Regions from separate parts of the Mus musculus genome. Here regions 1, 3, 4, 5 and 6 are each linked to region 2. Evidence: chromatin contacts called from public HiChIP or PLAC-seq data. All regions are on one chromosome and are shown on one strand. The core of a region is the stretch at or near the end of the contact, and the rest is flanking DNA. Distances in the headings are between cores, read along the strand shown.

What was found. HiChIP or PLAC-seq counts read pairs in DNA pulled down with a chosen protein or histone mark.
Region 1: a contact with region 2 is called in a FOXA1 HiChIP or PLAC-seq map of pancreatic cancer cells. The contact joins two enhancer-like sites. A contact is called at or near these places in 1 of 15 datasets of contacts at CTCF or cohesin (the NIH/3T3 cell line), 4 of 484 Hi-C or Micro-C datasets (bone marrow-derived macrophages and embryonic stem cells) and 1 of 115 datasets of contacts at active chromatin or transcription factors (pancreatic cancer cells).
Region 3: an SMC1A HiChIP or PLAC-seq map of the NIH/3T3 cell line shows a contact between it and region 2, with 19 times the contacts expected there. The contact joins two enhancer-like sites. A contact is called at or near these places in 1 of 15 datasets of contacts at CTCF or cohesin (the NIH/3T3 cell line) and 4 of 115 datasets of contacts at active chromatin or transcription factors (the NIH/3T3 cell line, VIP interneurons, embryonic fibroblasts and 1 more).
Region 4: a FOXA1 HiChIP or PLAC-seq map of pancreatic cancer cells shows a contact between it and region 2. The contact joins two enhancer-like sites. A contact is called at or near these places in 1 of 15 datasets of contacts at CTCF or cohesin (the NIH/3T3 cell line) and 1 of 115 datasets of contacts at active chromatin or transcription factors (pancreatic cancer cells).
Region 5: a FOXA1 HiChIP or PLAC-seq map of pancreatic cancer cells shows a contact between it and region 2. The contact joins two enhancer-like sites. A contact is called at or near these places in 2 of 15 datasets of contacts at CTCF or cohesin (both in the NIH/3T3 cell line) and 4 of 115 datasets of contacts at active chromatin or transcription factors (embryonic fibroblasts, fibro-adipogenic progenitors, large pre-B cells and 1 more).
Region 6: an HNF4G HiChIP or PLAC-seq map of pancreatic cancer cells shows a contact between it and region 2. The contact joins two enhancer-like sites. A contact is called at or near these places in 3 of 115 datasets of contacts at active chromatin or transcription factors (astrocytes, pancreatic cancer cells and stem cell-derived neural progenitor cells).

The regions. Positions count from the first base shown.
Region 1 is chr1:183,759,235-183,763,384 of GRCm38.p6, forward strand. All of the region lies in intron 1 of Gm34068 (predicted gene, 34068), which reads left to right. Among named protein-coding and RNA genes, the nearest start is that of Gm34068, 12 kb to the left of the region's middle. Within about 2 kb of position 2,562, at least 5 of the 459 cell types and tissues checked have an H3K27ac peak or open chromatin away from gene starts, as enhancers often do. A contact at or near this core is called in pancreatic cancer cells, where this site is marked.
Region 2 is chr1:183,439,484-183,443,449 of GRCm38.p6, forward strand. No RefSeq gene overlaps it. Among named protein-coding and RNA genes, the nearest start is that of Hhipl2, 23 kb to the left of the region's middle. Within about 2 kb of position 2,713, at least 48 of the 459 cell types and tissues checked have an H3K27ac peak or open chromatin away from gene starts, as enhancers often do. A contact at or near this core is called in the NIH/3T3 cell line and pancreatic cancer cells, where this site is marked.
Region 3 is chr1:183,903,545-183,907,681 of GRCm38.p6, forward strand. No RefSeq gene overlaps it. Among named protein-coding and RNA genes, the nearest start is that of Gm34130, 32 kb to the right of the region's middle. Within about 2 kb of position 2,032, at least 109 of the 459 cell types and tissues checked have an H3K27ac peak or open chromatin away from gene starts, as enhancers often do. A contact at or near this core is called in the NIH/3T3 cell line, where this site is marked.
Region 4 is chr1:183,863,730-183,867,496 of GRCm38.p6, forward strand. No RefSeq gene overlaps it. Among named protein-coding and RNA genes, the nearest start is that of Gm34130, 72 kb to the right of the region's middle. Within about 2 kb of position 1,507, at least 34 of the 459 cell types and tissues checked have an H3K27ac peak or open chromatin away from gene starts, as enhancers often do. A contact at or near this core is called in the NIH/3T3 cell line and pancreatic cancer cells, where this site is marked.
Region 5 is chr1:183,929,367-183,933,235 of GRCm38.p6, forward strand. No RefSeq gene overlaps it. Among named protein-coding and RNA genes, the nearest start is that of Gm34130, 6.0 kb to the right of the region's middle. Within about 2 kb of position 1,380, at least 17 of the 459 cell types and tissues checked have an H3K27ac peak or open chromatin away from gene starts, as enhancers often do. A contact at or near this core is called in pancreatic cancer cells, where this site is marked.
Region 6 is chr1:183,787,059-183,790,651 of GRCm38.p6, forward strand. The region is part of intron 2 of Gm34068 (predicted gene, 34068); the gene reads left to right. Among named protein-coding and RNA genes, the nearest start is that of Gm34068, 40 kb to the left of the region's middle. Within about 2 kb of position 1,858, at least 19 of the 459 cell types and tissues checked have an H3K27ac peak or open chromatin away from gene starts, as enhancers often do. A contact at or near this core is called in pancreatic cancer cells, where this site is marked.

The sequences.
Region 1 (4,150 bases), core at 1,312-3,811, 320 kb after region 2:
GCTTGGAGCTAGGAGGTGATTTCTGCTTCTTATTCTTGGTAACAAGTTCTATCTTGGCCAGAATCCAGAAATGTCCTTGGTTATATTGCAATGCTGTCCTGGGGACAGAGGCCAGAAAAGTCAACAATGTTTAGGGAGACTCTTTGGGTTTCTGGTTTCTTGTCTTTATACTTATTCCTCTTTTACACAGCCATCTAATGAGCATAGCTGCCTGGAAGGGACCCGCGATTATATACTTCCTTGTCCCTAGAAGATGTCTGTCAAACTATAGACTAAGTACTGGATGGGATGTGCATGAGTATCTCATGGTGGGCCAACTGAACTCACCAACTCATCTCCTCCAAAATGCAACCTTATTAAGCTTTATAATATATACATATGCGTATATATACTTATATAAGTGTATGCTTAATTATATATATGTATACTTAATTATATATGTGTGTATACACATATATGTGTATTTGTATATATACATATACACATATATGCATATATATAGATAGTAAGAATATATACAGATAGTATGTATATACACAGATAGTATGTATATATACAGATAGTATTAATTAAGCCATATATGTATGTGTACACACACACACATTCTTGTTTTGGGAGCTCTGTTCATCTCCTTTCTCTTAATCTCTCTTTTACAATAAAGCTTCATCCTGAAACTCACACCTCATGCTTATGTTGACTATGAAATTTATTTTTCACATTCACTAGACTTGGTAGCTGCCAATCATCTAGTGCTCTAGCTCCTGAATTACACTCACCAGAGATGAGAAAGTCTCCATTCATTCCAGAGTTAAGCAGTAGGAAGTCAGTACTACAGGCACAGGACATGAAGGCCTGGTGAGCTCCTAAAAGAGATGCTGACCAGCACTGACCAAGCATGGCCAGGACGCTCATGCCAAATGCCATGAAAGGATTAAAAAGCAGAGGGTGGCCTAAAGACCGCCACAGGCCAGTGTGACATTCCTGTGTGTTTTGTTGAGTCCAGCAGGAGAGTGGCAAGGAGGAGAGGAAGTGGCTTGAGTCATGGACCTCACAGGCTCTGGTTCTCCAGTGATCTGGGAGCACACAGGAAAGACCTTGAGGAAATCTTGCCACTAAACTTATTAATACCTTGAGCACTTTAAAAGATTGGGGGCAGGGAGGCAACTTTCATTTCAAACCTTAGCCTCTATCCTGAGAAGATGATAGGATTCATGAGTGTTATAATGATACCCTTTCCTGAAGTAGTTAAATGGCTTCCGGTCTTGTCAGTTGTTGATATTCACTTCTCTGGGAATTTTAAGCCTTTGACAACAACCTATCATGTACTAACACAGAACATACTAAAATGTTTTTTCTAAATATCTTTCTCATGTTGAATTATACTCTGAGGTATGTGTATATGTGTGCACACAAGTGAAGATGTAAGATGTGTCTATGTGTAAGCTTGTTTCATATGTGGTATTTTGGACAATGTGTATGCTAAGTGTGTATAAATGAACAGGACGGATATGGTTGAGCTTGTCCAAGTTGAGATATGCATATCTGTGGTCAAAGTATTTTATGCCATGTTGGAAGAAGTCACCCAATAAAATATTAGACAGATACAATGTCATCTCTATTTAAATTAAGACACCTTATGCATGGGATGTGGTGGTAAGTTGACTCTCTAGGCGACTGAAGAGGTTAGCCCTGATATATAGCAATTGCCAATAGCCATGGTGTAAATGCTTTCACCGCAGATAACTTCAAATTGTCAGTATGATATCACTAAGTATGGAGATCAGGGTTGGCTCATATGTGTCAGTAGGAACCTGACTAAACATGTAATTAACCACTATGAAGTCAAGTGTATAATGACATCAATAATTCTCACTTTTTGGAGGCTTTGAGAATATTTTCACACACACACACACACACACACACACACACACACACACGTGTGTGTTCCTTTCTCATGTATGACCACCAGGGAAACGCTGGTGTAATATGAATGAAGAGACTGTGTCTTTTAAGGAATAAAACATGAGACATATATAAGCACTGTTAAACCAGAATAAACTAGGACAGACTTCAACCATGGGTTAATATTGGACAAAGAACACACAAAGGAGGCTGCTTAAAAGGGTGGTTAGCTGGCCTAGCAAGGAAAACAGCCAGAAGAGATAGCCAAGGATATTAAAGACATAATTTTTCCTATGTCATAAATCTGCTATGGGTATGGGCTGCTCATAGATCATAGAACTTGCCATGCAGGGTTCATGTTCCATTACCCACTCTAATGGAGGAAAGCCGAACAGTGAAACTCATAACAATGTTCGGCTCTGAAAGGAACATGCAATTGGATCTGAAGAGAAGGTTGGTCTTCTTGTCCCATGGGTGGCTTACCTGCTTTCTCGGGAGTGTTGAGAACACACCCATGACAAAGCATCTTGTTAGGAATCAAGAGAAACCATGGGCCAAGTTCAATCCCCTTTGTGTGCTTGAGTGTAGGGTTACTGCGGGGTAGTTAGCTCCCCATGAGAACGTTGGCAGTCTCACTCAAGAATCAGTTCTAAGTTTGAGGTGGTGACTCAGTGGGTGATGTATTTGCTGTACAAACATGGGGGTGTGAATTCATATTCCCAGCATCCATGGAGAAGCTGAAGCTTGGCATGGTGGCACATGTCTGCAAATGAACTGGGGAGGGGACAGGCAGATCCTGTGGCTCAGGTTCAATGAGAGGCCATGTCTCAAGAAAATAAGATGGAAAAAATTAGAAGAAACCATGTAAGCTGACTTCTGTCCTCCATATGTGAAATTATGAACACACACACACACAAACACTCACAGACACACATATGCACAGGCACACACAGGCATGCACACATGTACACAACACAAATTCCTTTTTTTTTTTGAGACAGGGTTTCTCTGTGTAGCCCTGGCTGTCCTGGAACTCACTCTGTAGACCAGGCTGGCCTTGAACTCAGAAATCCGCCTGCCTCTGCCTCCCAAGTGCTGGGATTAAAGGCATGCACCACCACTGCCAGGCCACACATGAGTTCTAATGAAAGGTTTGAAATAAATCTTGTCTTAGAAATAAAAACGTCTTTTTCTAAGAAAAACATATTTAATTCATTTGTAGGGTTTAGAGGTTCTCTCCCCTACCCCCAACCCTGTGTGTGTGTGTGCACGCGCACACACGCACACGCGCACAGGTGTACAGCTTCAGTTGCTGCTGACTATAAGAGAAATCAATATCTGGCCACTGGCAGTTGTGGACTGTTACAGCTTGGTGACAGCTGATATATTGGTACTTGGCAATGAGAAGAAAGGCTGGTATGCATGCTATCAATTTTTAGAGCTTATTTTATCTATGCCAATACCAGTGACCCAACATTCCATTTATCATTCTTGCTCGTGGAAGAAACAGTTGATAAAGGACAATAACTTTTAGCCTATATAATTCATATACTTTTCCATGTACCAGTTGTGGGATAGAGAAATAGAAATATAAAGTTCTCTTGGAGGTTGGGTGTATGGGACATACTTGGCGATGCATTTCTGTTGGAAGAGGACTTGCCTACCATACACAAAGCCACAGGTCCAGTCCCTAAGCAGTGCATAAACTGGGTGTGGGCCCACACTTGTAATCCTAGCACTTGGGGGACAGAGGCAGAAAGACCAGAAGATCAGGGTTATTCTTCAGCTACACAGTGAGCTTGAGAGACATTGCCCAGCTTGACATACAGGAGATTGTTTCCAAAGGAAAGAAATCCTTTAGTTCCGAGGCCTGAGCTCCCAAAAGCCTAAGCAGTGAGTGGCTTCAGCTTTTCCTTCCGTGTGTGGCATCTACTTGTTCATGTTTGCCTGCCTTCAACACCACTTCTGGGCTGTATTACCTCACCAAGAGATGAATGCACCGCTATCTTTCTTGGTAATGAGAATAATCTTGATATCTAGTACCCCAAAGCAGGGTGCTGTTCACACTTGGCTGAGGGTTGCTTCTACCTTATTCTAATCCACAGAGATCCCTGTGATACTAGAAACCAAGGCTTGGAGTGGCTGAGCCATGACCCTGAACCTCCCCAGATTAAGTAAGGGTGACCCTTTGTTTGCTCTGTCTCCAAACAAAGCCCACTTGCTGCAAAGACGCACAGGCACACCCAGT
Region 2 (3,966 bases), core at 1,463-3,962:
TCCTCTTGCTTTTGTTATATTCCAGGATTTCCCCTGCCCCTTGCTGCGCCACTTCTAAAATACCTGGCATCCATGTGCATTTCTTTGGAAGCATCCCCAGGCACTAACATCTTAGGAATCCTTTCCCCATTGCATCTTTTCTGCTTGTTTAAGTGATGTTTTTATTCTTGGAGAGTTCCAAATTATATCCAGTCACCTACCGCCTCCTCTAGCTCTCTCTAGGGCCTCGATCCCTCTCCTTTCCCCTTCGCGTCTTTTACTTTTTTTTGTTATCGATCACCCCTTGAACACAACAGGTGCTGCCCATACGCACATGAACGTGGACCACCCACTAGGGCATGAGCAACCGTTCAGTGGCCTGGTCCCTCGGCAGCTACCTCATAGCTTCTCCTGTGTGGTGGTGGGGCCCATGCTGTAATTTTGACTGGCTCGATTTTGTGCTGGTAACCACAGCTAATGTGATTCCATGCATGCAACAGCCATTTCATGCCTAAAAAGTGAGTGTTTCGCAATTCTCTCCCCTTCTCTCCCCCTACCCCCAGTCTCCAGCTTTTGACATTCCATCTGCCCCTTCTGTGAAGTTCCCTGAGCACTGGATTGTGGGAGGTTGGTGTGGATGATCCATCTGTAGCCGAGTGCCCAGTTATTTATACTTGGCACTTTGACCTGTTATGAATCTTTACATGAACCACGACCCACGGCCAAAGGAAGCTCCTCTGACTAAAGGTGAGGGAAGCAGGAATCTATGGGCACAGACATACATATTTAGAAGGTAGTGTGATAGTATGACCACTTAGCACAAAAGCAAAAACCAAACCAAACCAAACCAAGCCAAACCAAGCCAAACCAAAACATCATCATCATCATCACCACCACCACCACCATCATCAACAACAGCAGCAGCAGGTAGCCCACAACCCCTAGACAGGCCTGTGATCGCCTCAGTCTTGGGCTTTTGACCGGGTTTACAGCACCAAGGATGTCAAGGATGAATTTCCTTCTGTGGAGCAGGCCTCACATCCGACCTGAGAACGGTTGGTTACCTGCTTAGCTGTCATGTCTCTAAATTCCAGCGAGCACTTCCAGCCACCAGGTCAGTGCAGTGAGGATCACAGCTGTGTAAGACTGCTGGTGACTTTTCTCCTCCAGAGACTGGCACAGGACCTCTGGCCTGGGTAAGCTAAGCCAGCAGAGTTCCCTGGCCAGCTCGGGTTGTTTCTCTATGTTGTGCATCATAAGGGAGAGGTACCTTCGGTAATGGGGTCTCACCATCTAGTTCTGGAGGGCAACCAAGAGCAATGGCAGCAGCCTGTGTTGTGCCGGGTGCCTCTGGGGGCCCCCTTAACCATAACTCACAGGGAGGGATTGCCTGCCTGGCTCTGAGATCATTATTTATAACTTACGTCTTCTGGGGGCAGCGTTATTCACCCATGCAGAATCCTCCTGATATATATATATCCCCAAACAGCGCCACCTACTGGGACCAAACGTTTAAATACACGAGACTATGGGGATCATTTTACATTCAAGCTTGGGAACCTGAGCTCCAGACCCAGGGTTTTCAATCAGGGGTGGTTTTGCACCTCCCAGCCCAGGGAAACAATGGCAATACCTGCAGACACTTTGATAGTTGTAACAGGATGGAGTCGGGGGTTGGGGTTGCGACTGGCATTTCCTCAGCAAAAGATAGGGGTACTGTTAGATGCTTGTGGTGAGCAGACAGCTTCACAGTAACACAGACCGCTTTGACCCAGTGGTGCCAAGGTCAAGAAATCTCAGTCTCTACATATCTGTAAGGCACTGGAAGTCTGGAGCTGGCAGTGCTGAACCAGCTCGGGCTTCATGCAGCGACAGAGCATCAGCAAGGGCTGTAGAGGCCGCCTGTCCAGAAGCCTATCTATTCTCTTTTGTTTTTTCTCTCATGATCATGTATTTTTTAAATTTCCTTTGATAGCAGTGCCATACATGTGGAGACCAGAGGATGCATTTGAACTGATAAGGACTAGGTAGAACTGAAGGGCTAGATGGAATGTTAAGGCCTAGGTATAACGTTAAGCCTAAGTAACTCTTACGTGGCTAGCCTGCCATTTTGCGCTGTTACTAGTATTATAAGGAAACTTCCTTATGTGCAAGTTGATTGCATATTCTCTTAAATTCTTTGCTCTTGGAAACTGAGCACAACAGAGGTTAGTTAGAACTGCTCTGTATAGTTAGCCAAAATGAGCTTTGACCCAAATCAGCCAATCAGCAGCACTTCCTGCATATGTGTATAAGCTTGTATGGTATCTGCTTTTATAAGCTGCCCCTGGTGTGAGCCTGAGCATAAGAGAGACATCTGCATCTATTAGAAATAAGACTTCTATTTTGAGTAAGTGTTGAGAGGCTACCGTGGAAAACACCTTCTACCTCTTTCTTGCACGTGAAGAGCAGAGTACTGGGAGAATATTCTTGTACTCCAAGTTCAGAGACCATGGTCAGGAAGGCTAAATAAAGACAAGAGGGCCACCTCTCTCCGTGTCTGTGCTGGGGACACCTGGAGACCACATCGGCTTCTCTGCCTTGAGTTCATCATTTGTAAGCAACAGCTGCTAAGGAGAAAGGGTGGGGCAGGGCTGGCAAGTGAAGAACTCGCCCAGCTTCCTTGTTGGTGACACAGTCGTCGCTTGTTTACATTAAAGATAAAAAGGGCACAGCACAAGACTGCCAGGCAAAGTCTGGTGAGTAAGTAGAGAAGAATTCGGAGAAAACTTTCCTTACAAGAGGACCTCGTTGTCCTCTTGGCTGCAGTTAAGTGAGTAGTCAGTAGGTGGCGCTAGGTCACCACATAAGAGATTGCCTGCCCTGGCTGCAAATCAGTCTTGGAGCTCACACACTCCTCCTGAGAGAGGAAAATAGAGTAACAGGAGAGATTTAGTTCTTAAAATAAGTCAGCAGCCTAGTGAAGCAAGCACGACCACGGCAGGTACATTTTCTTGCTTGAACTGGCGGAGAAGGACGTTTGCTGCCAGGGGCTCTGGTTGCAGATTCCAAAGGATCAAAACACAAACGTAGATGAAGTCTCTCAGCAGGCCTGGCTTCACAGGTGAATCTGAGCCATCTGGTGCTGGCCGTACCGGCCCTAAGAATGCGATCCAGCAGGGACAGTATTCTGTGGTGACAGTTCAGAGGGAAGGGCTTTGTCACCCAGGCCCCTGTTTTCGCTGTCAGTGCTGATGCTGGGACCCCAGCTTGCGACCGTTTAGTAGACTTAAAGATTTAACGTGATCAGGCTATTTCTGGATAATGGTTTCTGCTTCCTTGCCTGGGGACTGAGCAAAAGACTCAAGAAAAAGGACCCCGAATAGCAGGTTGAAATGGTGCAGAAGAGTCTCCCCGATATTGAGAACTATGTTCCTGGAAAATGGGGCAGAGCAGGTTCTGGTATTTTGAGAGAGTCAAATACCCGATCATTATAGCACAGATTTGACAGAAAGAAAGGGGAGGAGAAAGATGGCGGGCTAAAGACACAGCAGGGTGGTAGGAATATATCAATTATACATAGTAACATAATAATATATTAATTATACATAATAGTTTCACTGTATTTCCATACACACATCTAAAGCATCTGCTATATTCACTCTCTCTTGTTCCCACCCCATCCAACCTGGTCCCCTCCCTCTTCCTAACACCCACTCCCCCCTTTCAACTTTCATGTTGTTTTTTGTTGCCGTTGGCCCGGTGCATTTCACTAGGATGCTTAGAGGATGAAAGGTTGTTTACTGGAACACAGGCAACTTAGTGTTGGTCACACCACTGAAGAAAGTGTTTTCCCTTCCCCCAGTAGCCATGAGCTGCTCAGAGCTCCTCAGAGAGGAGTTGGGTCTCTAGAGCCCCTCTTCCCTCCTAAGATGCTGATGGCCTTGTCCGGTGTAGGTCATCACAACGGCTGTGAGCTCAGACATGTAATTACCATGTCGTGCCTAG
Region 3 (4,137 bases), core at 782-3,281, 460 kb after region 2:
TAAAGGGAGTTGTTCTGTTTTCTGCTTAAAACTGATAAGCATAAACACATCACAATTGAGTGTCTATACTTCAGTAAGTCTTGTCACATGTCCACCAGGCTCTAGGTACTCACAAGTTCTCCCAAGCACCTGTCTCCATTTCCAGCACCTCTGCTATTCATCATCTGGATTATTTCTACCTGTCAGGGCATGGTTGAATGTGTTCCTCTTCATACAACCCTCTGACTCTGTCTCATGCCCTTCTCAGTTCCAAGATGAAATGAGTCTCTCTCCCAGTGTCCCCACAGTCTCATTGCATATGGCTGATCATTCAGCTCTAGGGGAGACAGGCAGTGTACTGTAACATGCTGAGGGCTCTGACAGAGAATATAATGACTTGAACAAGAGACGTTCCCTCACAGGCTCATGTATTTGGATGCTTGGTCCCCAGTAGGTGGTACTGTTCGGGCAGATCGTGGGACTTTTAGGAGGTAGAGCCTGGCTAAAGATGGGCTTTGAAAGTTTATAGTGTTACGCTACTTCTCTATCTATCTGTCTGTCTGTCTGCCTGTCTGTCTGTCCCTCCATCTTTGCTCTTTGTGCATGGTTGAAGTGTGATCAGCCAGCTTCTTCCTACCCTGCTTTTCCCACCATTATGAACATCTAGCTTTCTTAAACCCTAAGCCAAAAGAAACCCTTCCTTTTTTTTTTGTTTTGTTTTGCTTTGTTTTGTTTTTAGAGACATGTTTTCTCTGTGTAGCCCTGGCTGTCCTGTAACTCACTCTGCAGACCAGGCTGGCCTTGAACTCAGAAATCTGCCTGCCTCTGCCTCCCGGGTGCTGGGATTCAAGGTGTGCGCCACCACTGCCTGGCAAGAAACCCTTCCTTAGGTCACTGTGTCCCTGGTATTTCAGTGCAGTAACAGAAACATAACTAACACCGAGAATGATACAGAAACTCTGGAAAGCCAAAGAAGGTCATGCTGGAACCTGGGTTATCGGAGGAACATTGGCAGAATAGTGAGTTCAAGGACATGTTGTGGGAAGACCTTTGAGAGAAGATCTGCACAGGAGCGTGGAGAGCCCAGAACACACGAGGTGTTGAATAAAACCAAGGCTTTCGTTCAAAGCTCTTTCTAAAGAGATTCAAAGCTCGGTTAGAGTAAAGTGTGGAAAATCTCTCTCCCTTGGGAACTGAAGATCGGAGGCCACCATGCAGTAAGTATTGAGCAAGCACCTGCCATGTGGTTAGTGCAGTGTGGGATGCCGTGGTGCTCCAGCTGTCGGTAGAAGCAGGTGCTTTTGAAGGAAGCATATGATTCTATTAGAGAAATGGGACTGTCACTTACAATTGACAGAAATATGAATGAGCAGCACATGTAGCCTTAGAGATTGTGCACATTAAACTGTGCAAAGAGAATGGACTCACTCTTGGGCAAGAAACCAGACAGCACCTATCCAAAGACTGTGTTAAAGCATTTCCCCAACTCTACTGCCCCACTTTTCAGGACAGCACATCCCAACCTGTTTGTAGTGTAGGCATTAATTTACTTAGCCAAACAAATTTCCACCTTAGTTGAATTACTTCTTTGAGACAAGCAGTGAGGGGGAAGAGCCTTACCCAGTAACATATCAGGGATCCAGAATGGACAAGCCCTCGCCTAGCAAAGACAGAACACTGGAATCAGTGAGATGGAATGGGTGGACATCTGAGATGCTATTGTCCTTAGGCAGCTGAGTAGCCGTCCTTGAACTTCTGTAAGCACAGCCTTACCTGCCACACATACCTCTGGACTAAACTCATGGTACATTCTCTGCTTCTGATACACTGACCTGAGTCTTATGCTATGTGCTTCGCAAGTGAGGGGCACAGAGATGGGTCTAGTGTGGACACCTCTCACCCCACGCTCAGCCCCAGATTCCCTTTTCAGGCAGAGGGAAGCTTGGGCTGAGTCATCTCAGTGATGAATGTTGTAGTCACTCTAGGGAGGTGTCCCCAGCTGCCCTGCTGGAGGGCAACCAAGTGAGTAACCCTGCTGATATCACATGGTACTGGAATGGCGCTGGCTTGTGGCTGTGCCAAGCTCATGGCCATGAACGAGGCTGTTCAGTGAACTCTCACACCCCAGAGGGGGTTAGGGTTCTGCCTTGGGGGATCTTATAGATCCAGCAGCTTGCAGAAGAGTTGCTTATGACCCAGTAGAAACTGACGGTGACACAGTAAGACAGTTCCCAGAGAAATTTAGGGGAAAGAAAAAATGCTGCCTGGGAATTTCTACTCCTCTCCCTAGACAATTGCCCTTTTCCCCACATTTCCTTGACCTCCTTAACACAGCTGTGGCTGACGTAGAAGTGCCAGCAGCGTTCCTACCCAGAGCAGAGTGGGGAAATAACAGGCTTAGATTGATGAAAAGTCTCTGCATCACGTGACCAGAACTCTCCCTCCATGTTGGTCCCAGGTACTGGATTCTGAATGCTCTGTATAGGAGATGCAGCCCCCGTGCTGTAAGCAGGCTCACTCCGAGGGAACTTTATTTCCATCTCTTGTATTAGTGATAGTGACATTTGGTTATTTGCTCTGGTCTTCAGACTGTTCTATCAACTCGATCTTCCATGTCATGAAACTCTCGCTCACGTTTCCGAATCTTCTATATGCTCACGTGCTTTTCCTTCTTCTTTTCTCCTTTCTCCACCTCTCCATTCTTTCTCCCTTTCCCAAGTTAGAAATTTTATTGACATTATTTTAATAGAGGCTTGAGCATGAGGAGTAACGGAGGTGCTAAGAGGAAAGTCAGGCATGTTTTCTTTCATTAGCCACCACATGGAATAGTCTGTGTGTACTCCTCTCTCTGTGTGTGTCCTCCTTCACACCATTATTTCCCATAGCCTTTGTATGGTTAAGGGATCAGGTTAGAACCAGAATTTTTATGCTAAGAGACAGGCATCAGTAGGAGGTCATAGGAGATCACTTGTCCCAGTGTTCTGTCAGGTAGCAGCCTAGAGGTTGCCATTTCCATCATAAGGTCATTCTCATCTCTAGTGTTACCTGTAAAGGCCAAGACTGTCCTGGCTCAGAGGTTGGGGAGTGGGAAGCAGGAAGCCCTGGGTGTTAGAGGGACGATACATTAGGATGTGTTTTGGTAAACATGGCTTTGACTTTGTAAAGTCAAAAATAAGGAAAGTCCCTTTCCTTGTTTCCTTTTTTGTTTTGTTTTTTGGGGGGACATGGTTTCTCTGTATATCCCTGGCTGTCCTGGAACTCACTCTGTAGACCAGGCTGGCCTCGAACTCAGAAATCTGCCTGCCTCTGCCTCCCACGTGCTGGGATTAAAGGTGTGCACCACCACGCCCAGCCTCCTCGTTTCCTTTTTCAACCATTTCAACCATTTTAACCATAAATCCTCCTGTATGTTCTGGACAGCTTATTGATCCAGGACAACGTGTGTATGAACTACTTATCTTACAGATGGGTAGATGATGACTATAGTCAACAGGCAATTGGTAATAGAATGTGATTTAGGAGATTAGATCTTCTGATCTTCTGCCAGAGAACCTTCCAGAACAGAAAACATATCTAAAGCCTCTCTCACACATGCACACTTACACCAGGGATACATGGTTTGATTGATACACACAATATTTTGATGTGGGAGGGAGGAAACCCGGGTTCCCCGTCAGCCCCAAAGAGCTCTGAGGGGAGCCATTTTTCTCAGCTGCAACAGAATCAAAAATGTGGTCACCTTCCAAAGATGACTTCCAGCAGTTCTCTAAGCGCCACAATTCTGAAATCCTGAATTCCTAGAACTAAGAAAATTGTCACAGATCAAAGAAGACCATAGTCTTGGGTTATTTCTGTCTTTCCAGGTGCTAGCTGCCTGCTTCTGGAAAGGCCATAGCAGTATTTTCTAGGTTCCTCTCTGTAAGTAGTTATAATAGAAAGTAACACCAAATATCCTATTTGAACATGACCATGGATCCCCAAATATCCCATGACATCACTTTGTAACTAGCTGCTCAAGGAAATAACCCAGAAGTGGAAACATAGTTTGGCAGTAAGCTTGACTTTCACCACCTGATGTTCTGCTCCAATGATCTACTATCTGATACTATCCCACCTGGGCAGTTCACCCATTAACTTTCACTAAAATACTGGTACAAT
Region 4 (3,767 bases), core at 257-2,756, 420 kb after region 2:
TCTCCCACAGCAGGCTCGTGCTTAGCTAGCTTTCATATCCAACATTAGACTGCCTGCCCAGGGAGTTGTGTCCTCCTGCATCAATCACCAACCTAGATAGCCTCCTACAGACATGTCCATGGGCCAATGTAATCTTGACAATCCCTCAATTGAGACTTAAGCTGTGCCACGTTGGCAGTTAAAGATAACTGGGAGACTACCTATCATCTTTCATCTGTCTATCATCTTTCATCTCTCTATTTTCACCATCATGATATAGTTACTCATCTATTTATAATCAAGCTATATCAAGCTATTTGGGGACTTAGAAAAGAGAATAAAAATAAGCAAACCAAAAAGGAATTACTGGTAACTCTCCCTGAGTATAATATTATAGCTGCTTTATACTTTCTTTGATGCCTTTACTGTAGTTCCCAAGGGCTAAGTGAGCATGCAATTTTGATCACAAAAGAGAAATCAAAATATATCATAAACTAAAGCAACATCTATGATCTTGTATAAGAATTTGATACATTTTATTAGGTTTTGTATGGTGTTTTTAGTCCCTTCAAATTTATGCTTAAGAGCATATGAGACATCTACATTCCTACAACTGCTGTTATGTTACACTTAAGCTTGAGAGGCCTGTTAAAATCTAAATCACTAGAGATGGGGTTAGGTAGTAGAGCAGGGTATATAATCCTAGCATGATTGTCATAGGCATGATCTGTTTATTTTTCACATATCATGAAGTGATCTTTAAAGCTCTTGAGTCAATTATAAGATTAGCTTTCTAGGTAAAGGGCAATAATTTATACCTTAGAGAAAACATTCTTGGCATTGAGGAAGGTCATATTTTATGATGTTTGGAACTTTATGTAGAAAAAGAAACATGATAGCTCTGTGTTTTAATTAAGATTTATTTTTCATTTAATTTGTGGAGTTGTCCATTGTTGTTGTAGAAGTTCTGGGCTTCTGAATCGGGAGTGCACGGACATGGGAGCTCTTCTTCCTATGGGGTTGTATACCATGTAGTAAAGATCTAAGGGAGCTTACTTAGTGCAGTGACATGCACAGGATACATCAAAGTGACATTAGATCTTAAAGAGGCCCTGCTAGATGAACCATTCTGGAACAAAAATATGTGGTCCTACTTGGTGTTGTGACTCTTAGGCTGGTAAAATTCCCAATAAGTGGTTTCCTGTCTGTTACCTCCACCTCCACCCCATCCCTAAGTGTGTGCTACATCTCATCAACTGAAACATTAGTCACATAAACTAGCCAGATCTAATGGCAAAACCCAGCATTAATTGGCAGAAGACATTTGGCCAATGTGGGAATCTCACCTTCAATATCGATCACTCCTCAGGGCAGAACAGGTAACCTCTCTACACCAACCCTACTAACTAGCTAATGGGTCCTACATGAATGCAGCCCAAACCACATATTAGATTGCTAGTCAGACTGGAATGTTCCTCAGTTGTAATCAGGAGCAGCGTTTGCAATTTGGGCTTATCCACATGATCCGTCTCTTATTATTACAGATCACAAAGAACCAACTGTATTCATAAGCATATGAACATTACTCACACAGGCTAGATTGTATGAGCAAGAAAAAACAAAGAAAAGAGTAAAATAAATGGAGCAAGGAGAGAGACACAAATGTGAGATTGTTGAACTGGACGGGATCTTGGAGAGAAACCCAGGCTTCTGAACTCAACATTTTATAGCTTGTCTTTATAACGAAGAAAGGAAGCAAAGAGTACTCAGCTCATTAGGGGTGGAGAAGGGGCCAGGGCATTTAACTCTTTATTTCTTCTAGCTCTTAGAAGTCTGCACACTATCTGAGTTGCCATTCTAACTCATGAGAGGGAAAGCAGCTACTGGGTGGGAGCTAAAAGAGAGAAGTGTGATCTTTGGTGGGGATGGAGATGAAGACCATGCCTGCTTTTTAATTTAAAGAGAGAACATGCTCTTCTGTTTTGCCTACTGTTAGCATTGGTGTGGCTCAGAATGACTGGGCATTCCAGTCTCACTTTCTCATATCCTCTTGGCCTCTAGATTGCCCGAGGCTGTGCGACTGCCCTGTGCTTATCTATGGCTTTAGTGAAGTCATGCTCTGCCACTACCTTCTGGTCATCCTTCCAACTCTCCCGGGACTCTGCTGAGGGCCTCCTGGGCTAAGACCTCATCTTCTCTGAAGACTGCTGTAACTAAGATGGTCTTGAATATTGTAAGTCAGAAGTCAGACCACATGGTCCAAGAAGAACAGTATCTAGTTCCTTATTCCCTCCCTTTTAGGAAAGCATGGTTAGTGTTTGAGATTCTCTCTCTCTCTCTCTCTCTCTCTCTCTCTCTCTCTCTCTCTCTCTCTTATATTAGAGGCCTGCTTGTGGTGGAACTCTTCTGTTTATAGAATATCTGTCTTGGAGGGTTTAGAAGTCTTCACATCAAAATTACGTAAGTCCTTCCCCAAACACGTCAGTGAACACTGAGTTTTGATGGCCAGGTTGATTTCTAAAATATCCTTGTAGGAATTTGAAAACCATCAGAGGCTTAATATTGTTTACATCGATATCTGTAGTGTGTCCCCAAGGTTTGTAGACACAACTTGTCAGTTCCTTATCTCCTCTAGGGTTCTAAATGCCTGTTCCTGGGTGTGCTTCAGCTACTGAGAGGCCACAGGAAGAAGAGAGCACAGCTCAGACCTTCATCTCTTTTCTAGGACCACTTCTACCCTGCCCCTCTGCCCATCGTCTGTTCATTATGTCTGGAAATGAGGGAGCTAGTCAACACAATCCCACTGTTTTCCAACCCACCCTTCACAGTGTTGTCAAAGCATCAGCTTTCAATGCATGGAATCAGCTGAATTGTCACCACATCCATGGATCCTTGCTGTGTAAAGCACAGGGCCTATACAGTACCCATGGCTGTGTGCCACCCACCTCGTACCTCATGTAATGCTGACTACATGCATGCTGAAATTCTGATCACTAGGACAATCAAACCTCACAGTGCCCTTTAGGTCCCCCTACCTGTAAACCTCACATTCTCCCATGAAGGGGACTTTACAGTACAGGTCAAAGTCCTGTCTTATGAAGATTTCCTATGTGCCATGAACCCTGTAGAGTATTGCCCTTTCTACACTACAAATATAAATGTAAATGAGTTGCTTATCCTTTTCCTGCCCAGTTTTTCTGACCTTTGAATTATAAAGGGCAATGTCTTCTACCACCGAGCTTCATCTTAGCCTTAAACTTCTTTCTAATGGTTTAATTTAAGCAACCCATGATTCAAAGCAACAGCAAAGACCACAGTCATTCAGAGACCCACTGGAGGATGAAGAAGGGAAATTGGTGGTATTTTCAGAAATAACAGGTTACGGCTGTTCTTGCTTGTCAGTTTGACTACATCTGAAATGAACTAAATGCTCAAGGGTCATCCCAGACTGTGATTGTCCTCAGTTAGAAACTGTTTCCTCAAATAGTAATCAGGGTCGAGGGACCCACCCTGAGTCTGGATCACACCCAGTGGCAGCCCATTGAAAAGAAGAGAAAGAGGAACATTTGTTCTTTGCCTGACTGCCCTGGCTCTTGTTTCACTGGCATTAGAATCCACTTCTTCAGGATTCTAGACTGAAGACCAGCTCAGATACCCATTATGTGGACTGAATAACTACTGGATTCTCAGACTGCTCTTGAGAGACAGAACTGTTGGATTGGCTGGACCGTGGCCTGATCCTTGGGGTGGTAGTCTTTTTCATCACCTGGATACTTATTAGAAAAACA
Region 5 (3,869 bases), core at 130-2,629, 490 kb after region 2:
AAAAGTATTACACAGAAGTTTTCAAAGCTTCAAAATAAGACTACCAAGTTGACACCAGGATAGGACAATTGTCATTGTTTTCTTCTCTCCCACTGTTTTTTTTTTTAAATATATTTTTAATGTGGATATCTAGGCTCTGCCCTAATACTTTTGACAAACTCTTACAGTGGTTCTCCTGTGAAAATTTGCAACCACTGATTTAAATTCTTAGTTTCAATGGGTCTCTGAAAGCCTACACAGACATGGCTGAGTTTTCATGGAGAAACCTGGGGTTTAAGTGTCCAATGCTTTTGTTTTCTTGGTTGTATTGATACTCTTGCTTGGCCTCCTTGTCATGACTCTTTGTAAGAACTCTCAAAAGCTGAGCGTGCCTAGGTGGGCTAACCAGATGGCCATGCTGTCTGTTTTCATTTGTGCAAGCAAATTCCCAAGTGCCCTCCCAAAATATGGTATATCTAAAGATGTGTTCATTGGAACAGTGCAACAGAGAAATCTGAGAATCAGGAAATACCAAATATTGAGAATTCATTAAACATCTTGAGGTGTAGCTCTCAAAGTAATGCTTTGTAGTTTTCAAATGATATTTGTACAGAAAATTGCATAGATAAGCTGTTTGTATAGTAAATACTTATAGAAGAATTTTAGTTGAATAAACACTATGTGACATTTTTGCATATAGTATTACAACAACTTAAAATATGCATGCACACGGTGGAACTAACATCATTAAAATGTTAGCTGTGCTTTTTCTTTGGGTATAGGAATTTTTAAATCTCTTAACGTAATTTTTTATATTTTTACAAGATTATTATAAGGTCTGGACCCCCACAATGTTTGTATTCAAATGTCAAGGGATAGTCAGTAAATTTTACATGGATACCATGGGAATAAAATGAGGTAAGAAATAGAAGACACCTACCCCAAAACAATAAGCAGGTAAGCATTGTTGTTTTGGTTATGACCATTCAATTTCTGGGAAGCAGTAATAAACTTTTAATTTATAAATTATTCAAGGGCAGATCATATCGTCTGCATAAACAGTTGATAACTACATGCCAAGTTAGCACACTGCCCAGCCAGTTCTTCTTCAAACAATGATGTCAGCCCATGGAGAACCTTGATGAATTCTAGACTGTACTTCAGAGGGGAAGTATGTCAACCTCCTTATGCTCGATGGTTTCTTATCAATTGTTAAACATTAAACACTGGTGAACACATGAAGAGTCAGCCTGTGAGTGCGTGTCATTGCCTGGCCCTCCTCCCTAACTGGTCCAGGCCTGCCTGTAGTGATCATCTCTCAACACCTGGAACAGGAGTAGCATCTGGTACTGGATGAGCTCTGGCTGTCCTGCCTTCTCACTCCTCCTTGGCACTGGTGTGGGCCTGTGATGAGTATGGCCACTTTGGGAGATGACATTTGCCCCAGCCAGATGTCAGCTCTAATCTCGCTTCCTCTTCTTTCATGTCTCCCAAGGGGCATAATCCCAGTTGCTAAATATAGTGTGTGTCATCTTAAAATATATACCCTCTTTGGCCAGAGTTTTATTTTTCTCTCAAATGACATTACCAAACTTTCTATTAATAAAAATAAAGCTAGATGGCCAAACATGGCTGTCTACCCATTTATTGGAGGACGCCAGGGCTCAAGGTGTACAGATATGAGCTACACCTTGGCTTCTTTCTGGGAAAAGCTATGACATTCTGATAAAACCATATAAGGCCACATTGGTTTACATCTTCTTCTTGTCACCTTGCATAGAGTCATGGCACCTATGAAGAAGGATCTCCAGGAGATGGGCTGGGCCAGGTGGGTGTAATAGGGACCTTGTAATGCTGGCCAAGCTCCAGCTACACAGCATAACTGTCACTCCATATCTTCTTATTCTTACTGGCCAATGTACTACCAACTTTTCTTAATGCCAGAGAGATGCCACCACTGGGCAGTTTGATGGGTCGTGTAGTCTTGGGTCCTGTCCTCAGTCTGGCCATTCCCCAGAGAACACTCAGGGAAGAACTTGAGCCTCATCCCCACTGATCTCTGCCCATACCATCCAAGAACCTCTAAATAAACCCCCGATTACTCCACTCCTAAGAATAACCAGGTCGCATTGAAAGCTTACTCTGGGCCAGACACTTCAAACACATATGACTAATCATTACAAGGCCCTCCAAAGGCTGACAGCCATTGTTCTTTTTAACAGAGGCAGAGGTCATGCCTCAGATAGGTTGAAGAATAAGCTAATTCATCAGTCTCAGTCTAAAAAGAACTGGGATTCAAACACAGATTTGCTGGTCTCTAATTCTCCTAAATCACTTCACCTTCCTCACAATGAACTTTTTGCAAATATTTTCAAGGATATTCAATAATATGCTCTCTCCTCCAGGGAGAAAAGCTAGATGAAGGATGTGTCCTGCTTATCTAACCTGGGCTCATTCTGTGACCTTCCTGACCAGGACACGGATTTGCAGTCATCCCCCTGAAATGGAGAAAGAGTGTACTGTCACCTGAGCTGTCCTGCGAGAGATTATCCTCTGTGGGACTTAGGAGATCAAGCAAGTTTCTTAAGAGGGGAATTGAGACTGTGTAATCTCATTCTATACTAAAGTTTTCAAAGGCTGAGGAAACTTGATTCTAATATTAGTGTCTCACAGAGCTGCTGGCCAGAAGGGTGACAAATGGTCCCCATGGGATTACACCTGCATATCAGTCTCGAGTTAAAATATATATATATATATCCTCTCTGGAGAGGTTGACTAGCTGTGCACAGACTGAATAAGGAATGGTTGGCCTGACTGTGGCTGCAGGGCTCAGGAATCAGCTTGTTGCTGCTCCTGAGCTATTTAGCCACGAAGGGGATGATGTGAATTGACCTCTTTTTGTGGTGACATACAGCACAGCAGTGAGGAAGTTGTCGCACTGAGCTCTTCCTGCTGGATCCTAACTGGGATGTTGTTTGAGGTCCAATTGTAAGGCTTGGGAAGAGGTGGTCCAGCCAAGTGTGATGGGGAAGAGCTGGGCAAAGCATGCCATGATTCTCACAAGGACCTACTCAGGAAGGACCACCTGGTCAGAGCAACCCTGCCCCACAGCCAGCAGTCCAAGTCAGTGCTCCAGGCTGCCCTTCTGGCAGCTGCCCAGGGTCCTGAGCAGAAGTTGTGCTTTTCTCTTCTCTCCATGTATGCATTTTGGTATATGTCATAGGTGAAAGGTCTCAGGGTTAGAGTTCAAAGGGGACACTGGGGTAGTTTGTCATTTTGGGTAAGTGATTGGGTAAGTTAGGAAAGTTATTTATAGCATAGATAGACAACAGCATATTGGGGGCTCTGGTGAGAGTTTAGTTCCATAAGTCAGTGTGTGTGTGTGTGTGTGTGTGTGTGTGTGTGTGTGTGTGTGTGTGTTGGTTCCCTTCTGATTTTCTGAGAGGAAGGGAAGGTTTCATATAATCAAGCTGACTCTAATTGCTGGGCAAACCTATGGGAAGTCCTTGGAACTTCATGTAGTCTGAGAATTCAAGCGTCTAAGTGGAGACTCGGTGTCTTAGTCAGGGTTTCTGTTCTTGGACAAAACATCATGACCAAGAAGCAAGTTGGGGAGGAAAGGGTTTACTCAGCTAACACTTCCACATTGCTGTTCATCACCAGGGAAGTCAGGACTGGAACTCAAGCAGGTCAGGAAGCAGGAGCTGATGCAGAGGCCATGGAGGGATGTTCTTTACTGGCTCCCCCCCACCCGCTGGCTTGCTCAGCCTGCTCTCTTATAGAACCAAGACTACCAGCCCAGAGATGGCACCACCCATAAGGGGCCCTCCCTCCTTGATCACTAATTGACAAAATGCCTTACAGCTGGATATCGTGGAGGCATTTCCCCA
Region 6 (3,593 bases), core at 608-3,107, 350 kb after region 2:
CATGTGAAGAGGTGGCATTTCCTAAGGGGGAATTTAACTGAGGACACTCTGGATCCTCAATTCTTACTAACCCAAATCCATTTAACGAAACTGAGGTTTGGAGTGTTCTAGTTCACAGCAAATTTGAGCTCAACTTATGCAAATCTGAAAATATCCTTCTTATCTAATGAATCTCAGGATGTATTTGTGGCCAAGTTACCACACACAGAAACCAAAGGCTCAAGTAATTCTGGGTGCTGAGCCAAAAGCCCACTACCCAGTGGCTCCTCAACACAGAAAATTGTGATTTAATGTTGGGATTAATTTAACATGGTCCATGACGTTGGGATAATGAGTCTTGCATTGAACAGTGAAACTCACTAGTACAAGCAATAGGACTCAGTTCTGTACAGCCACCGACATGCTTTGTTTTCTTCAAAACCCACTGCTTGGGAGGGAGCTGCTTGCTTCACTAATGTTATTCTTACTGAACACATTTTTGAACTGTTCTGCTGGGCATAGAGTAAACACAATCTTTTGAGTATTCTCCACAATACTAACTCAATTCCACTGCTTGATGGGGGATGTGATTTGGAGGAGTAGCAGGTGATTGTAAGGGCTATATAAGATTGCAGCTAGGTGTCATTTCTTTTTCTTTTGGAATAGCTAGGATCAATTTAGATTCACTCAAATGAAGGAAAGCTAAGGGGACAATTGAACAGCACAACACTGCTTACAAGTCTGGACTCTACTTCATGGGGTTGGATCATCCCAGCAATTGTGCACTAGAGGAAATGTGGAGTGGCAGAGCACCCTCTCCCCAGATACTTCTCTAAAGGGGTTGGCATGCTGATGGGTCATGTCCCTGGTGCAAGAGTCAGTGCATGCTAAGATAGTTAACAAGTAGTGGCGCTCCCTTAATTTCCCTTGGAGCAGGCAGGAAGGTCAAGGATCAAGGTGAGAAACCCTAGTAATCTCATTTGTTTGTTTGTTTGTTTGTTTGTTTGTCTCTCTTGCTATTCCTACCATTGGACCAGTCTTGCTTTGTCCTTGATCCACAACTGTTCTTGAGGAAGTTACTTTGAATTACATCCAGATCTGACAACAGCAGACCAAAGAAACCTTGTTCCATCCAGGTTCATATTAGTGAACAATGAGTTTATTAGAATTACCTACCAGGGTGACTCTGATCTCAGTACTGGTGATGACTCGTGGAAGCTATACCACTGGTATCTTCCATGCAACTTACAGGCAGGGCTACCCCCAAAGCTTCTGATTGTCTTAGCAATTACTTACTGATTTTTGGTAAGGGGCTTTAAGGGTCTTGTGAATTTTGAGTTTCCCAGATCTTGTAAACTTGTGAGTTCCCAGATCCTCTGACCCTTTTCCTCTCTCTAGGAGGGGATGTTTCAACCTATAGAAAATAGGTACATGATATTACTACATGGCATTGACAGAGTCAGCACATCTGGAATAAAGCTTTCAGCTTAAAACAGGAAAGAAGGATGGTGAGGGTCTGTTCTCATCAGGACTTCTGCCTTGACACATGGCCAATCCACCTTACCAGAGTGCTCCTGAATGACTCCAAGGCATAGGCTATGCTTACAGAGTGTTTCTTTGTCAGAAGGCATAGCTTCCTCAGGAAGGCTAAAAAGCTGATGTTTATTCTCCTCCTTACAGCCTTCTGGTCACACCCTCCTTGCTGGTAGTGTTATGTCCTCTACTTAACAGAAGTGGAGATCATCACTTAGAAAGGTAAAGTATCTCACCCCAGATTTTGTTCTGAGGGTTTTCAAGCCAGGGTTAGATTAGGGTCTGCCAACAGTTGTGTACTGAAAATGACTTGCACTTGGGAGTCAACAAATGTCATTGTCTCTTTCCAACCCAGTGCAGAGTGTTGAAATTGTGAAATGAGTCATGATGGGAGTATTCACACCATGGTAATGAACATGAGTCGCAAACCAGAGCTTCTGTACCCACACTGGAGAATTAAACATTAACATAATAACAAAACAGACAAAAACCCAGTTATGTGACTTTAATGTCCACATTCTTTTCATTGTCCCATGTTTCTTTGAAAGGGCTTGAAAGAGTTTGGTTTATACAAATTGGATCATTTGGATTGCATGTATTATTTATAAGACTAGACACTTGTCTTACTGTGGGCTGCATTCTAACACTAACCAGTCAAAAGAGGAAACGCATAGTACAGAACACTCTTTTGTAATCAGGCTCTACTTGACATTCTCTCTCTCTCTCTCTCTCTCTCTCTCTCTGTATATATATATATATATATATATATATATATATATATATATATATATATCCTACAGAAGTAAAGAGGGAGCATGTCTGGATGATTGAATATTCCCAATTCACACTGCGTTAATGTAGGGCTTTGGGCATCAATTTTACATGCATAGAGCAAAAGAACCCATCCATGCACAGTCATGGAGTCTAGAGAGATACCATGAGGTCAATTTTTGAATCAAGTCACTACTTACAAGTCTCAGTGCAAGTTCTTTAACTTTTCTATGCTTCAGTTTCTACATCTGTCATACAATTGTATTATCCTTGAAGTAAAGAATAGGAAGAGATGGTAAATATATTAAAGACATGTAACTTTGCAGTTTTATTAACAACACAGTAAATACTCAGCGAACAGTGGCTTTTAAATGTGGATTTGTAACAACCTAAACCCACCTGTGCCTGAAAACTACATGCTAATATATCCTGGTATTTAATAACATATTTATTTATCTCACTGAACCATATCTGAATTCTAGGACAATGTGACATTTGTGCTGGGTATAGTAAGAAGGGAAAAGAAGGAAATTCTGAAGCTCAGTTCAAATTGCAATAGTCGGCCAGGCTTATGCATAGTCCTTGAGTTTTCACCTTCATTTCTCCCCTCTCTAAAGTAGAACTAAGTAATATCATTTAGCTTATATATTGCCAGACTTAACTGTGACTTCTAGGAACATGCTTGAAATGTATCTTTATAGATAACTCAGTTTTTATCATGGCTAAAAACATCAGCAGATATTTTATTACTGCTGGGATGGAGTTTTAGAAGTCTGAAGTTTTGATCTACACACTCTAGAGATAAACATATTTTTTTTTAAGTCAACTGGGCTGGGAGGAGAGTGTTAAATATTGAAGTTGGGAAGAATCTAAGGAAGCCTTCCTGACCTGAGGAAGAGATGGTTGGAGGCTAGCAGACTCACTCCAAAAGAAACAAAAGAGAATGCTGATAAGGGGTTATATTATAAAACAAGGGAAGAAAAGCAACTTGAACCCATGGAATCTAGACAGGGGCCAAGTGATGTAAGAATACCCAATTATTTGTTACTATTGATTCACATTTTAGGTGATGTGGTAGGAATTGCCTTTACTGTCTGTGCTTTGTGCTTCTTAGAAGACCTGATGCTGAAGGAACGTGGGGGTGATTTGGTATGATCAGGATAACTAAAAGCAAAGTTTGCACAGAGAGCCAAACAGCGTAACAAAGCTCCCCTTCGTGCTGATTTTCATGTGGAAAAAATGCATCTATTTATAATTTAATAAAGATGCCTCCAAGGGCAAACAATGTACAGCCAATTTTTCTGCTTCTT